5 separate regions of the Mus musculus genome follow, and regions 1, 2, 3 and 5 are each linked to region 4. Evidence: chromatin contacts called from public ChIA-PET, HiChIP or PLAC-seq and promoter capture Hi-C data. All regions are on one chromosome and are shown on one strand. The core of a region is the stretch at or near the end of the contact, and the rest is flanking DNA. Distances in the headings are between cores, read along the strand shown.

What was found. ChIA-PET counts read pairs in DNA pulled down with a chosen protein or histone mark. HiChIP or PLAC-seq counts read pairs in DNA pulled down with a chosen protein or histone mark. Capture Hi-C pulls out chosen DNA fragments and counts their contacts.
Region 1: a promoter capture Hi-C map of liver shows a contact between it and region 4. The contact joins the promoter of Cdc73 here to the promoter of Rgs2 in region 4. A contact is called at or near these places in 7 of 39 promoter capture datasets (the 3T3-L1 cell line, 3T3-L1-derived adipocytes, cranial neural crest and 3 more), 21 of 484 Hi-C or Micro-C datasets (CD4 T cells, CD8 T cells, LSK cells and 14 more), 9 of 115 datasets of contacts at active chromatin or transcription factors (the 230-238 cell line, the SCID.adh cell line, astrocytes and 6 more) and 2 of 9 other capture datasets (adipose tissue and liver).
Region 2: an H3K27ac HiChIP or PLAC-seq map of thymic regulatory T cells shows a contact between it and region 4, with 5 times the contacts expected there. The contact joins the enhancer-like site here to the promoter of Rgs2 in region 4. A contact is called at or near these places in 7 of 39 promoter capture datasets (the C10 cell line, the HPC-7 cell line, hippocampal neurons and 2 more), 2 of 484 Hi-C or Micro-C datasets (B cells and the C10 cell line), 7 of 115 datasets of contacts at active chromatin or transcription factors (CD8 T cells, bone marrow-derived macrophages, effector CD8 T cells and 4 more) and 1 of 9 other capture datasets (adipose tissue).
Region 3: an RNA polymerase II ChIA-PET map of memory CD8 T cells shows a contact between it and region 4, with 22 read pairs. The contact joins the enhancer-like site here to the promoter of Rgs2 in region 4. A contact is called at or near these places in 3 of 115 datasets of contacts at active chromatin or transcription factors (effector CD8 T cells, memory CD8 T cells and thymic regulatory T cells).
Region 5: an RNA polymerase II ChIA-PET map of effector CD8 T cells shows a contact between it and region 4, with 35 read pairs. The contact joins the enhancer-like site here to the promoter of Rgs2 in region 4. A contact is called at or near these places in 5 of 39 promoter capture datasets (the C10 cell line, the HPC-7 cell line, HPC-7-derived erythroid cells and 2 more), 1 of 15 datasets of contacts at CTCF or cohesin (CD8 T cells), 11 of 484 Hi-C or Micro-C datasets (B cells, CD4 T cells, the HPC-7 cell line and 8 more), 7 of 115 datasets of contacts at active chromatin or transcription factors (the 230-238 cell line, bone marrow-derived macrophages, effector CD8 T cells and 3 more) and 2 of 9 other capture datasets (liver and macrophages).

Annotation. Positions count from the first base shown.
Region 1 is chr1:143,701,495-143,704,194 of GRCm38.p6, forward strand. Cdc73 (cell division cycle 73, Paf1/RNA polymerase II complex component) reads right to left here and starts at 1,399. Exons shown (of 17, transcript NM_145991.2): 1 at 1,000-1,399. The coding sequence starts at 1,130.
Region 2 is chr1:144,329,177-144,331,876 of GRCm38.p6, forward strand. No RefSeq gene overlaps it. Among named protein-coding and RNA genes, the nearest start is that of Rgs1, 81 kb to the left of the region's middle. Within about 2 kb of position 1,370, at least 110 of the 459 cell types and tissues checked have an H3K27ac peak or open chromatin away from gene starts, as enhancers often do. A contact at or near this core is called in B cells, CD8 T cells, the HPC-7 cell line and 7 more, where this site is marked.
Region 3 is chr1:144,271,929-144,274,628 of GRCm38.p6, forward strand. No RefSeq gene overlaps it. Among named protein-coding and RNA genes, the nearest start is that of Rgs1, 24 kb to the left of the region's middle. Within about 2 kb of position 1,278, at least 25 of the 459 cell types and tissues checked have an H3K27ac peak or open chromatin away from gene starts, as enhancers often do. A contact at or near this core is called in effector CD8 T cells, memory CD8 T cells and thymic regulatory T cells, where this site is marked.
Region 4 is chr1:144,002,825-144,005,524 of GRCm38.p6, forward strand. It overlaps Rgs2 (regulator of G-protein signaling 2), which reads right to left and starts at 1,325. Exons shown (of 5, transcript NM_009061.4): 1 at 1,185-1,325; 2 at 128-229; 3 at 1-17. The coding sequence starts at 1,294.
Region 5 is chr1:144,299,398-144,302,097 of GRCm38.p6, forward strand. No RefSeq gene overlaps it. Among named protein-coding and RNA genes, the nearest start is that of Rgs1, 52 kb to the left of the region's middle. Within about 2 kb of position 1,449, at least 24 of the 459 cell types and tissues checked have an H3K27ac peak or open chromatin away from gene starts, as enhancers often do. A contact at or near this core is called in CD8 T cells, LSK cells, effector CD8 T cells and 2 more, where this site is marked.

The DNA.
Region 1 (2,700 bases), core at 149-2,648, 300 kb before region 4:
GAAATCTTAAATTGATTTTCTCGTGTTAAATTGATCGTTCAAAGTTATTCAAACAAAATGGGTACCAAAATTCTGACTCATTCTAGTAATCAAAGAGAAGCATCAATAGTAGTAACATCATTACAGAGGACTCAAAGGATTCTTCAACTTGACCCTCTGTGATTTCCTGAACGACTTACATCCACGGCATCCATGGAACAATAATCACAAATGGTTTTGTTTTGTTTTTCCTTTGAAGGCTCTTCCTGAAGAGCACACAGGATCAATTTCTCAGACCCGTATGTAAAGCTCACTGCTTTTCCCCCGGTCTCACTGCATTTCCCCGGTAACTTTCTCCCCAACAAAGTCCTGCTTTCAGCTCCAATACTGTTTCAGCAAACTTCCAAACTCTCCTAATCGTCCCTTAACTCTAAGTGATAGCTGTCTATTCCTTTTTTTTTTTCTCCCCCAACCCCTCTTGAGGAATAACATCAACCTACCCCTATTATGAAAAAAGAAAAAAAAGAAAATTGCCGAGGCGCTCGAGGAGCCAAAGAAGACAGTTGCAACACATGGCAGGCTCTGGGAGATTACAAAAAAAAAAAAAACCTAAGAACAAAAAGCGACTCGGTGGCCGGCAGATGCTGCGATCGATCGCTGTCCTTCTACACCTCCGTCCAGGTAGCCGTGCACCAGCCCCACACGGCGCGGACAACCTGTACACACTCCACGCCAACTGGCAAGTCGGAAACTCCCATGGTACCTTTCCCTTCGGCTTCTCCAACACAGAGAAGACTTGACCGCTCTAGAATCCGCTCCACTTCTTCCCTCCTCGCCCTAAAAGTACAACTTCTTCTCCAGAGAATAACTTTTTCCCCAGAGCACCCATTTTTTTTTCTCCCCCCTCTCATCCCTGAGGGACTCCGAGGAGGACAGGGAGGAGGGCTTTAGGGAAAGAGGTCGCCCGGGGGCGCCCGATGCTGCCCCGCCACCACTAGGCCACAGCCACGCCGCACTCACCCCCAAACTACATAGTTGGTCTTCACATTCTTGGGCCAGGAGAACTCCCCGAAGATCACTTCATCCCCCTTGACCACGATCTCCTTCTTCTGGATGTTGTACTGTCGCAGGACGCTGAGCACGTCCGCCATCTTCGCCCCCCTCGCTGCTGCCGCCGCCGCCGCCGCGGGCCCCGGGCCCCGCCGTCGCCGCCGCGCCTGCCGCCTCCTTCCCCCGTCGCCTCGCCCTCTTCCCCCCGCCGCCGCCGCCGCCGCCGCGAACCAACAGCCGCCACACTCAACAGCCGGCCGCGTCTACGACAGCAGCACGGGCAGAAGCCACCCAGGCCGCCGAGGACCCCGCGCTATATAAGGCAAGGCCCCGCCGCGGGCTGCCCGCGGAGAACGCCTGACTGACCCACGCTCCGCCGGGGCCGCGGGCCGCCGCCAGGGGGCGCCGTGGCCGCCCGAGCACACGCGCCACCCAGACGCCCGCGGGGCGCGCCGCCGACTTCGGGAAACGGGGAGCGGGCCTCGGCGCTCCGCGTGTGCGGCGCCCTAGCGGAACCGGGCCCCGGTGCGGTCTCAAGGCTCGCACGGGGCGAGCGACAGGTGCGCGCGCACCTGCTGGGCGCTTCCGCGCTTTTCAATCCCAGAGCGCGCGCCGCCGCCGGGTGATTTAAACTTTCCCTGCGCCAGGCTCCGCTTCCCTCCCTTGAACCCCAGGACTACCTTTCTGTCTGCATCGGAGCCCCACCGCACTCTGCGACATAGGTCCCCATGGTCAGGAACAGCTCCTAGGGAAAGCTGGAGCTTTGAAATGTGGACGTTTTCAAGTTTAGGCTGGATTTTAATAAGGGGTGTATTTGCAAAGAGGAAAAGAAGAGTTAGGTGGAGGACAATTCTTGCCCCGTTTGTTAGTCTCTGGTCTCCTAACATCGTTTGATTGGTAGACAGAATAAAATTAATCAGAGAAAAAGCTGAAAGCATCCCAACGCGTCGACGAAGGACCATTCATTGTTGACTCGTCCCCCTCCTTTCCTTGGAAACAACTTTTTCCATCCCCTCAGCTTCTCCCGGGTAATCACAAAAAAAGCCTCAAGTGATTTCAGGTTATGAATGGAAGAAATACTCCTTCAGAAACCTCAAGCTGTGAATTAGAACACTTTTTCAGACGAACAGACTTTTAAGTGGTACTCAAAAGGCTTACCGGTGCCTTTATGATTATGGGAACCTAGAAATCAATTCTGCATACTATTCATGGCCTGTGTACTTTAAACATATACTTCAAGCCTAATATTTCTTTTTCACTCTTTGTGAGAAGGAGGCACACTTTGTTACTTATAAAAACAAATACTTTGGTCTGTTTTTTTTTGGGGGGGGGGACTTTTGTTATGTGTGACAAAGTGTAATTTGGGTATAGAAAGAAGTATGAGGTTAAAAAAATGTCTGCTCCACAAATGTCTTTCTCCCGTCAATGTGTCTCAGAACCTCACTGCAAATGCAGGTTATAAAGAACTGACTGTGCTTGTCTGTCCCTTTCACATCTCTGAACTTATGCCTATATCACAGCATCCAGTATTTCCTTGTCCCCTTTGTTTGCTTCTCTACCTCCTAGGAGATGAACCGACTGTATGACATGAGATGAACCGACTGTATGACATGTAGTATATATTGGTCATATGTACTATACTTGGTACAGTGACAGCTCCTAGAACGATGT
Region 2 (2,700 bases), core at 120-2,619, 330 kb after region 4:
GTTTTATATATGTATGATTTGTTTATATATACATATATATATTTAAACAATGACAACACTGGAGACAGCATTGTTTATGGGGATTCCTTGTCTATATCTGGCTTCAAGAAATCACAAAGGAAAACACGGATTCTGAAAAGTGAGGAGATTTCTCACCTCTAAACAAAGTTCTGAAAGAATGAACATAGTCTGTGATCATAATAACTTTGTTTTAGTGTAAAGTGAAATGAAATTTATGCAGAATGTCTTCAAATCATCATCATCATCATCATAATCATAATAAATAAGTATCAAGCAATCTATTTGACAAAAGTATTTGAAGAACTGCTGATCTTAGCTTAGTGGAGCTCATTCATCATTACCAAGCTTTGTGTCCTGATTTTGACTCCCGGTCTGTTCCTGGGACGCTGGCATCCTTCGAGCTTCTGGTGGTATCTAGTCAGCGGGCACTTTGATCCTTTGAAGGTGCCATGAGCCCTTAGGTGTGTGCCCACATTGTACTTTGATTCAACCTGAACTATAACCTGAAGCTCTCTCTTCTCTCCAGGGCACCTTTCTACACTGAAGTGAGTCTCATGTCTTTCCTAAAGTCCCTAAAGCTTTCTCTCCACTGCTTCTCTCCTCCTCTGTCTTTTCTTACACACCCTTCATCTGTTGGTTCTCTCTTTCTCTGGCAATCAAAAGCAGTTTCTTTCTGAATTGATCAAATTCATGGTTACTGCTACCCAACTATACAGAGATCTCTGGTTATCAGCCCTGGTCACTGCGGGCTCTATCACTGACTGCCTTCTTGCCAGTTTTTTGTTTGCTTGTTTGTTTGTTTGTTTTTGTTTTGTTTTGTTTTTTTTAATAGGCCTATAGATTACTTTGCTAAGAGCTTGAAAATTCACTAAGGTTTTAAGAGCACATTTTCTCTATCTTTTCATCAAAATATCTAAAACATTGTCATGCAAGCAATAGGTATAGGGCATATAATTCCATTGAGAATCATTTTGAGAGTTCACTTAAACAAAAGCTGCTGAATCATTTTCTCTCAATTGAATGATTTTCATCTCACATACTGAGAGATTCCATCCATGTAAGCTGGCATCTTTTGAATTTGTTTATTTTAAAAATATACAGACAGAAGCCCTGACACAGCCTACAGAAATGACCTCGTTAATGTGGTTGACCCAAGTTCCTTTGCTGTAATTTTGCAAAAGTTTTATATATTGCCTCAAGTAAAGTAAACTACTGCTGAAATGAGCAACATGTAGCTTTGCTGGTTAGTCAGCTCTCTTATTCCGGAAGCAGAGACTTCCACACTGGCTCATGTACATCCGCAAGTTGCAAGGGGAAGTTTTAGGTAAAGTGTCTCTGCCTGTATTCAACATGCGTGTCCCACATAACCACATGGTGCTTACAAAACCACCCATATCCGTTCTCATACACTATGTCTAGCCATCTCCGCATTCATCATTACTGACAGTTGTTTTCTTTCAAAAGCTTCTGAGTCCTTTTGTGGCCATGTGAGATGTGGTAGTTTGGGAGAAATGCCAATGCCACTTTAAAGGTAAACACTTCCAATGTAATGTTTACATACCACCAAAAAGAGTTCTTTCATGATATGCCTTTGCCTTTCTGCACACTTTGAGTTCTTCAAACGCAGCAGAGTCTCTTCATCCCCTTAAGCTCAGGGCCTGGGAGCTTGCAGGCACTGAGGAAATGTTCACTTAGGCAGTGTTTAAGGAAAGGGTAAAGAATTATCTGCCCCAGTACAGGGGAACGCCAGGGCCAGGAAGCGGGAGTGGGTAGGTAGGGGAGCAGGGCAGGGGGTGGGGGAGGGTATAGGGAGCTTTGGGGATAGTATTTGAATGTAAATAAAGAAAATATCTAAGAAAAAATAATATGGTAAAAATTAAAGAAAAAAAGAAAAGAAAAGGGTAAAGAAATGGAGGGAATATATCTGGGAAGGAGAAATTAACAGCAGTCCTCTAACCAAAAATCAATTGATAAATATTTGCAAAGTAACTGTATATAAGCCCTGCATTTCAGAAACTAAGCAGGGATACATGGTGGTAGAGTTCCCTTTATATTTTCTTTATAGCCTAACTGAAAATAAAAGCAAGTAAGACAAAGATAGAAAAAAGAATTTCATATATTCCTGTTTTCTTTACTGAGTTCAGGTCTTACAAAGATGCTCTTACAATATGGAGTATATGTTGCCATAGATAGAACGAACTGTTACTGCGTTTTATTTATTTATTTATTTATTTATTTATTTATTTACACTCCACAGTTTATTCTCCTCACCCCGTCCACCCTCTGACTCTTCCATATTTCATATCTCCTCTTCATCCCCCTGTCTCCACGAGGATGTCTCCACTACCCACCTTCCACCCACCCAGACCTCTAAACTTCCTGGGTCCCCCAGTCTCTTGAGGGTTAGGTGCATCTTCTCTGACTGAACCCAGACCCAGCAGTCCTCTGCTGTGTATGTGTTAGGGGCCTCATATTAGTTGTTGTATGTTGCCTGGTTGGTGGTCTAATGCTTGAGAGATCTTGGGGGTCCAGGTTAATTGAGACTGCTGGTCCTCCTACAGGATCGCCCCCCTTTTCAGCTTCCCTATTTCAACCACAGTGGTCAGCTTCTGTCCATTGGTTGGGTACAAATATCTGCATCTGACTCTTTCAGCTGCTTGTTGGGTCTTCCTGAGTGTG
Region 3 (2,700 bases), core at 28-2,527, 270 kb after region 4:
CTCCTCTGGATTTAGTCCAGGATCCTGGTCTATGAGATGGTGGTACCCATTGTTAGTGTAGGTCTTTTCATCTGAATCAGATATCTCACAGACATATTCAGAGGATTGTCTCCCACGTGAATATCTTCCCTGTCAAGTTGACAATCAGTATTAACAACCACACTCTCCCACTTGACATCTTTCAGATTTACGGTTTTCATTGTGTCTTTAGGACTAATCTCACATCCTTTAGGAGAACCTGTGGAAGCTTGTGAGCTTCAAACAAGCAGCATAAATGCTAAGGGAACTTGTCTCAAATAAGACAAAATCTGACATCTGAAGTTATTTTATGACCTTCATATAAGCATGCCATGGCATACATATACTTGCATCCATATATGAATGTTCACGTGTGTGCTTGCGTGCGCACACACATGTTTTTCTCCTATCTTTTAATCAACTGCTATCTTTTACTCAATACTTTTTAAAAGTTCTCTCTCTCTCTCTCTCTCTCTCTCTCTCTCTCTCTCTCTCTGTGTGTGTGTGTGTGTGTGTGTGTGTGTGTGTGCAGGGGCAGCCTCAAACCCAGGGCTTTGTGCTAAACCACAGAGCTATATCCAAGCCCTCATAAATTTTTGTGATTTTGATCATTACAGAAAATTCTTACTTTTTAACAGTTTGTATATTCCTTTATCTAATTTTAAAGTATAAATCAGGAATTTGAGTTCTTTCAGTTCAATTAGAATGAGAGTTTGCTATCCTTCAAGAATCCTAGGTTGCTCAATCCCAGCACTTGGGAGGCAGAGGCAGGCGGATTTCTGAGTGGCCAGTCTGGTCTACAGAGTGAGTTCCAGGACAGCCAGTGTTATACAGAAAAATCCTGCCCCCCCCCCCAAAAAAAAAAAAACCAAAAAACCCAAAACCAACCAACCAACCAACCAACCAAGCAAAACAAACAAACAAACAAACAAACAAACAAACAAATCCTAGGTTGTAGACTTCATCAAACACTTGTGATTAAAACCACTGTACCTTTTGGATTTCAATTCTTTTTTCATATACTGCTTTAAGCCTGATTTATACTGTTGTATTTTAATGCTAACATGTCAAAATCATTTACCAAAACAGTGTTTTGTGCAAATGAGAAAATGAAAGACCTTGATGGCAGTGAGCTGTGAGAGAAGCAGGAAGCCAGCTTTAACCATGGGATTCCAGGGTAGTTATGAGAATCCTAAGCACCCTGGGGCTTTCCATGAGAAAGACAGTTAACTGTAGTTCTGTGAAATCTAGGGGCTTTCTGATGTTCAGCTTGCCCATGTGAAATGAAAATGAACTACTCTTTCATGAGCATCCTGTGTCAGTTTGTTTGTAGTGCAGGAAATCGCTTAAAAAAAAAAGAAGAAGAAGAAAGAAAGAAAAAGATCAGACGGACACAAAAAATAGCTGTACAGGAAGCCTGTCTAGCAGAGTAGCCATTTCCAGGAATTAATGGTTGATTATTTTTCATGTGATATATTTAAAACACATATATAAGAAGACACCCATATTTATTAAACTTCTAAGGCATGTGTGTTGATATGATTTTAAATTGGTATTTTTTAGTATATTAATGCTGATGTGTTGATACATGTAATTATGGCATATGATTTATTCTTTTCTTTATAGATATCATTCCAAAATACCTTAAAATAATTCCCTTCATTTATATTACACTTTAGACATATGCATCACTTAAACACCCTGAAAGGAAGGGATGGAAGTAGATCTGATGGAATGCTTGCCTAGAATGTGCAAGGGCCTGATTCAGTTCCCAATTAAGAGAGAGAGAAAGAGAGAAAGAAAGGAGATAGAGAGAGAGAGAGAGAGAGAGAGAGAGAGAGAGAGAGAACTTCACAGAAAAAATACGGAAATTTATATTGAAAACATATGACATATATATATATATATATATATATATATATATATATATATATATATATTCTAGGTCTTAAATATTTTTTATGTATTAGCTTCATCATGATATATTTAAACTCAAATTTCTTTAAAAATTGCTTAAGGCCACATATCTAATAATTCATAAAAAGTACATTGGCTTAAATATTTATTATTTATTTCTTAAATATTGATTCCCTTTGTATACAGTCTCAGAGTCTTCAACTCCATTTTACATGGAACATGAATTAAATCTTCAGACATAGTAATTTTGTAAGTACTAGAGTTTAATTCCTATAAATATTCAGCAAATGAGTAAAGACAGCAATAATTCCTACAATTACATTTTTTACAGGATTTTTTCCCTCGGAAGAGTTCACAACAAGCCCCATGGAAACCCTGAGGGGGGCCCAAGACTAACCAGTTTGGAACCCTACTCCACCAATCCTATCCCAGTCATGTCTTCCTGTGACACAGTCAGCCTAGGTGAGTTGCACAGGGTCCCATGAACTCCACAGTCTAGCTCTGGGCTTGCTCTTTGATCTCAAGAAACCTTGTGGGACCCATAGAACATCTTGCTCCCCCATGGAGGCCTGTGGGGACCCCAAAAAAACCCAGCTTGGAACATTGCTCAACCAATATTTCGACAGTGGGATGTGCCTGAGGAACAACCAGCAGAGTCTAACCCTGACCTCCATTGTCTAGCCCAAGGATCCCCCTATCTTCCCAAGAAGTCCTGCTGTTATCAGGATCATCCAGCCAACATCATAGAAACCCAGCTGACTAAAG
Region 4 (2,700 bases), core at 75-2,574:
CTTCCTCAGGAGAAGGCCTGCAAGAGAAGTTCCGCAAATGAGCTCCCCAACACACATCAGTTCCCCTTCCCCTTTTGCTTGGCTTGGTTAGATATTCATCTCTGTAACTACAGGATCCGAAACTTACTTGATAAAAGTTTGCTGTTTGCTTTTCTTGCCAGTTTTGGGCTTCCCAGGAGCAGAGGAATTCTGCAAGAAGTAGCTCAAACGGGTCTTCCAATCCTTTAAGCTGGAAAAAAAAAGAGAGAAAAAAAAAATACTTCAAGTGGCAATTCTTGAACGGTCAAACTATCATCAGCTGCAGTAGCTACAAACAAAGCAGATGAGTCTCTCCCTCTTAGCTTTTAAACCCAGCACCTCAGAACACAGTTTTATCCATTCATCCGACTATAATGAGCTTTACAAGCAGGATAGGACTACATAACAGCCAGGGTATTTTAAATTTTCACCAGTTATTTCTGACCTAATAAACAGGTAGTGGATTTTCTGCATGGTTAAACTACAGCTTGCTGTCATTTTTCAATTGAGAACAGCAGTCTTGACCCAGCTGATGTTTCTTCCCTTTCTGCACTGGGGGTAGGAGGGTCTGCACTATGCCAGAGACAATGCATAGGTGTGTGTGTGTGTGTGTGTGTGTGTGTGTGTGTGTGTGTGTGTGTGTGATGGATTCCCTAGCTCCCCTCTGCGACCGCCCACAGTGCTTCTCCGCAGCAGATACTGCAGAGCAAATTACTCATTCCATAGTCGTGACTGGGTGAGCCCTACTTTATGATTTAAAAATGGATCTCATACATTGCGAATCAACTCAAACATCTCCACCCAGCAGCTATGCAAGCAGCTCAGAACTAACAATGCAACGTCCAGACGCCGGTGGACGTTATTCAGCTACAGGATTCTGATGCCACATTAAATGCAGAACAAAAAGCCAACCAGCCCTTCTCAGATCATCTACCGCCACCTTCTTCAACCATTTCCTATAGTTCCTAAACTCTCGGAGCTCACATAGAAAAAAAGCAAATACCACCATATCTAGCAAGCTAACCCCCCACCCCCCAAGCCCCCACACTTTCTCTGCAGAGGTGCAGACTAGAGAGCATTCAAAGCCGAGATCGAGGGAAGGTAGGTCCCTAGCAGCAAAGCCAGGCTGGGTATGAAGAGCTCTTCGGGAGACAGGGCATACTCACAGTGTCCGCTTCATTTTCTCCCGCTTCTCCTCGACCTTGGGGCCGTTGCCTGCACTCTTGTCCATGGGTACGCAGTCGTGCTGGACAGCCAGGAACATGGCACTTTGCATTCTCAGACTCCCGCGGCCACCGCAGCTGTTTGAGGCCGGGAGCGCGCCGCGGGCTTTTAAGGCGGGCGGCGGCATAGGGGCGGGACCTGGAGGCGTCAGCCACGCCCCAAGAGAGCGCGGATTGGCTCGCTGCAGACGGCACGAGGGCGGAGTCGCCCCGGCCTGTGGCAGTCACGGCAGCCCCCGAAGGGCCTGGAAGCGAGGGCGCTGTTGACGTAGGCGCCGCATCCTCGTGCGCACACAGGGTGGGAGGTGGCGGGCGGGGACACAGAGAGATTTGGTAGGCACTTCGGGCAGCCACGCGGTGAAGGGTCTCCGAGTTCTTGGCTTTTCCTTTACTGAAGACCGTACCTTTTACTCGTGTGCGTGTGTGTGTGTGTGTTCGCGCGCGCCCCACCTTTGTATCTATTGTTCATCCGGACACCCATAAACTGCAGCTGGGATGGGGAGAGCCCTGCTGGCTGCACTCAGCAACTCTACCTATTTTAGAGAAGGAAATCAAACAACTAGAAAAACCTGAAATATGGACTGTTGAGTAAGGTGCTGTAGCTCGCTCAGGCACCTTGGAATTCCTAAAGGGAATTCCACGCTACTCAGGGAGGAAGCGGGAGAAAGTTTCTATTAAAACCTGGTGTTTTAACCAGTTCTGCAGTTTTGATCTTTAAATGCATGGCTGCAGCAGGCTGTGGCTTTGCAGGGTCGTTCCCCAGGAGACCCGAGGGGCATCTCCTGCGGGGCACAGCAAAGATCAGAGAGATAGGTGAGAAATACAAAGGGAAACCCAGGATCTCGCAGTTCTGCTGCACACGGATCATGTGTAGTTTCAGAGCGTAAGGAATCAGGATTTCCTCATGAGTCATTCACGGTTGAACAGATTTAGGAATTACTAGATGTTCAACTGCTTAAGTTAAGGTGGCGGTGCAGTGGGGGCTAGAGCTAGATGTGAGAGCCGGTTGGTGTAAAGAATTTGTTTGGGTAAGCTTCATTTGTGAGAACCCCTGTCTCTGCTCCTGCAGGGTTTAATAAGCCCTGATTTGTAAGAACTAATACATGACTTCAACTACAAACTGATTCAGCTTCCTATGTTACCAGAATGATGCGGCGGAATACCTAAGTGGTTTTCCCATAAAGTCTGAACAGACTAACAAAAAGGTACGGCTTAGGCTCTAGTTATTCTGATTCATACTAGATCTACTAAAAGGAAAATGAAGACCCATTCTCAAACTGGGAACCAAGCAACACATTGTGACAAGCTGAGGGTAGTTTGAGTCAGAGATCAAAGTCTGCAGTCGCTAATGAAGAAGATTGGTATAGCCTTATTATAGAAGGAATATCATTTCGATTTTAGCAACAAATACTTGATAGCATGCTTATGAATCTGTAAGATGAAATTTTTAATAAGCCGA
Region 5 (2,700 bases), core at 199-2,698, 300 kb after region 4:
TATGGGTCAGGATGAACACTAAGAAACAGAAACTCCCTCTGTAGGTATTGCAAGCATGGAGCTTTTTCACTTCAGAACATCGTGGATGTAAACACTTACGGAAAGGGGTAACAGAGAGGACTGCAGGCTGTTTCCAGGACTGAACCCCTGCTGATGCTACTGGGAAGCTACTATCTGAGGCCTTCATTAGAGCTCCAAGCTCAAGATCAACTGTGGAAGTTGACTTCAAACCAGCTTTATGAAGCTGATACTGCTATCACTCCAAGTGCCCTCCAACACTGAGGTCACTAGAAAGTGCATTGCCATAGCTACAAAGCTAAGCATGGACACAAGCTAGGCACTGACCCAAGAAGTAGCTGACAATATCCTGGCAGTGTGTTGCAGGGACTCCTCTCTTTACTGGCATTGTGTGCAATTTGAAATGAGAAGATAGCTTTGACTTTGCCATGTGCTTCCAAGTCTTCTAACAAACAGCTAATCTGTATTCGTAGCAAATGGTGTCTCAGTGTATTTCCGTTTTTCTTCTTTCTTTTTCCTTCCATCTTTTAAATAGTATATTTGATATTCTATAAAAAGTAAAAACATTGCTGAGTGTTAAAATTTGAGTCAAAGTGAGGAGAGAGAGGAGTGAAAATCATTGTAAGCACTGTACTAATATGTAAAATTAAAGTAAAATAATTATTCACTAACTAGATGACTCTAGGTGAATCACTGCTGCGTAAGAAGCTGAATAGCTACTATGCTTTGCATTACATGAATATAATAAGATGGTATACACAGGGCTTTGGAATCATAAACTAAGGTGAATCTAGGGGGAATTGAAGAATAGGGGCCATGACAATAAAGGTTGCCTAGTGGGGACTGGGTAGAGATGCCCTCTGAGGAAAAGAAAATTAGGAAAAAAAATGTATGTTTAAGTATGTTTGGAGATACCCAGAAATGGCGAGAGGTAAAATATCATGCTAATGTAAGTTTAATCAGTTCTTCCTAGAGAAAGGAATAGCAGGAGTCAAGACTTTGCCTCTTACCTGTGAGAGAAATTAGCTAAGCAAAAGGTTGACTGTTTCTTTTTACAACCTTGCTTTGCAGTTGCTCCACAGATCAGTCAATGGTAACATGATCCAATTTGCTTGAGCAGTAAATATGTTTCCTCTAACCTAAAACAGTATTTAATTCTCAAGCTTAAATGAACACAAATGTTCTTCATCATTAGGTCTGCACATATAATTTTCTGATTCATTTCACAAATACTACCTGCTTTTTTATTGAATATATTACTTCCAATAATAAGTTAAAAAAAACATTGGGACTATGAAGAATGTTCATTAATGAGCAATCCAATATGCATATACCGGTATAATCATACGCTTGACCTGAAAGAGGAACCTATAGATTGCTGAGAACTCAGCAGATATCTCACCTATGCCCTGTGAGGCAGCAGGGGATTCACACAGGAAGTAGCATTTTAACAGAAGCATTAAAGCTGAGGTGGAGTTTTCTAGGTGGTTTAGGATGTGAGCTAGAAAGGATATTTCAGGAAGAGGCAGAAGCTGTTCACATCTTAACTTTTCTCACACAGGATACAAATGAATGTTGAAGGGAAAGAACTATGAGAATGGTCTGGGACCAGACTAAAAAGAACACAGCACAGAGGCAGGTTGTCCACTGAAGTCAGAGCTGTTGAGGTTGTGAAATTGTAGTGAATGGGCCACTGCAAATTTTGGGAAAAATGGAAGAAGAAAGGTAACTATAGTCCAGAGAAGCCAGGAAGACTTTTGTGGGGCCGAGTGGATTTGACGAGGGCTTATGTTCAGAAATGGTGATGGGATATTGCTCTAGGCTTGGTGAGTACTATTAAACATTATCCAGAGGACATTTCATTGAGACACAGCTATTGGTGAGTGAGGCACAGAACCTGTCCTTAGCAAAGGTACACTTTGACCTAACAGAAATGAAAGTTGGTCATGCCCCGGCACTTAAATGGAATGTTAAAAAGGTCAGCATGCATGGCAGTAAGATGGGAAAGAGTACAGAAAAATGCCATATAGAACACTCAGCAGGTTCAAATAATGATAACATCAATAACCCCTTACATAATATTCCTGAACTCTCAGAGTAACAAAGCACAGAGTAAGCACCACTCAACTTAATGATCTCCAAGTTGATCTCTAACCTTAAATAGGAACCTGTTACACATCGGAGTGATTGTAGTGAAATTGATATTATGCTTGACTAATAATTCCATAATAGATATGAAAGAGGTATGTACAAAGTGCTATGGGAACTTGACAAATATCTCACCCCTACCACACGAGGCAGCAGGGGATTCACACAGGAAGTAGCATTTTAAAAGAAACTTTAAAGCTGAGTTGGAATTTTCTAGATGCTGCAGTATCTGAGTGAGAAAAGAATACTCCTAAGCTAATATTAGGTTTGGTGAACTATTACTGCACTCAAAGGTCTTGGATTAAAATTTCATAAACTTGAGAACATAATTTAAACTTCTAAGCCTATTAACTCATTCATGAAACTAGAAGAGTATCTATCATATGTTATTTTTGAGAATTAAAATCGATGACAAGCTAAAATGCATATTCTACAAAGTCTGTAAGGGACTTGATTCCTTGCTTGTACTGTAGGATATGGTGCCTAGGGAAAAGGAATTATCTTAAGAGAAATAGAGTAGGAACCAGCAAGATG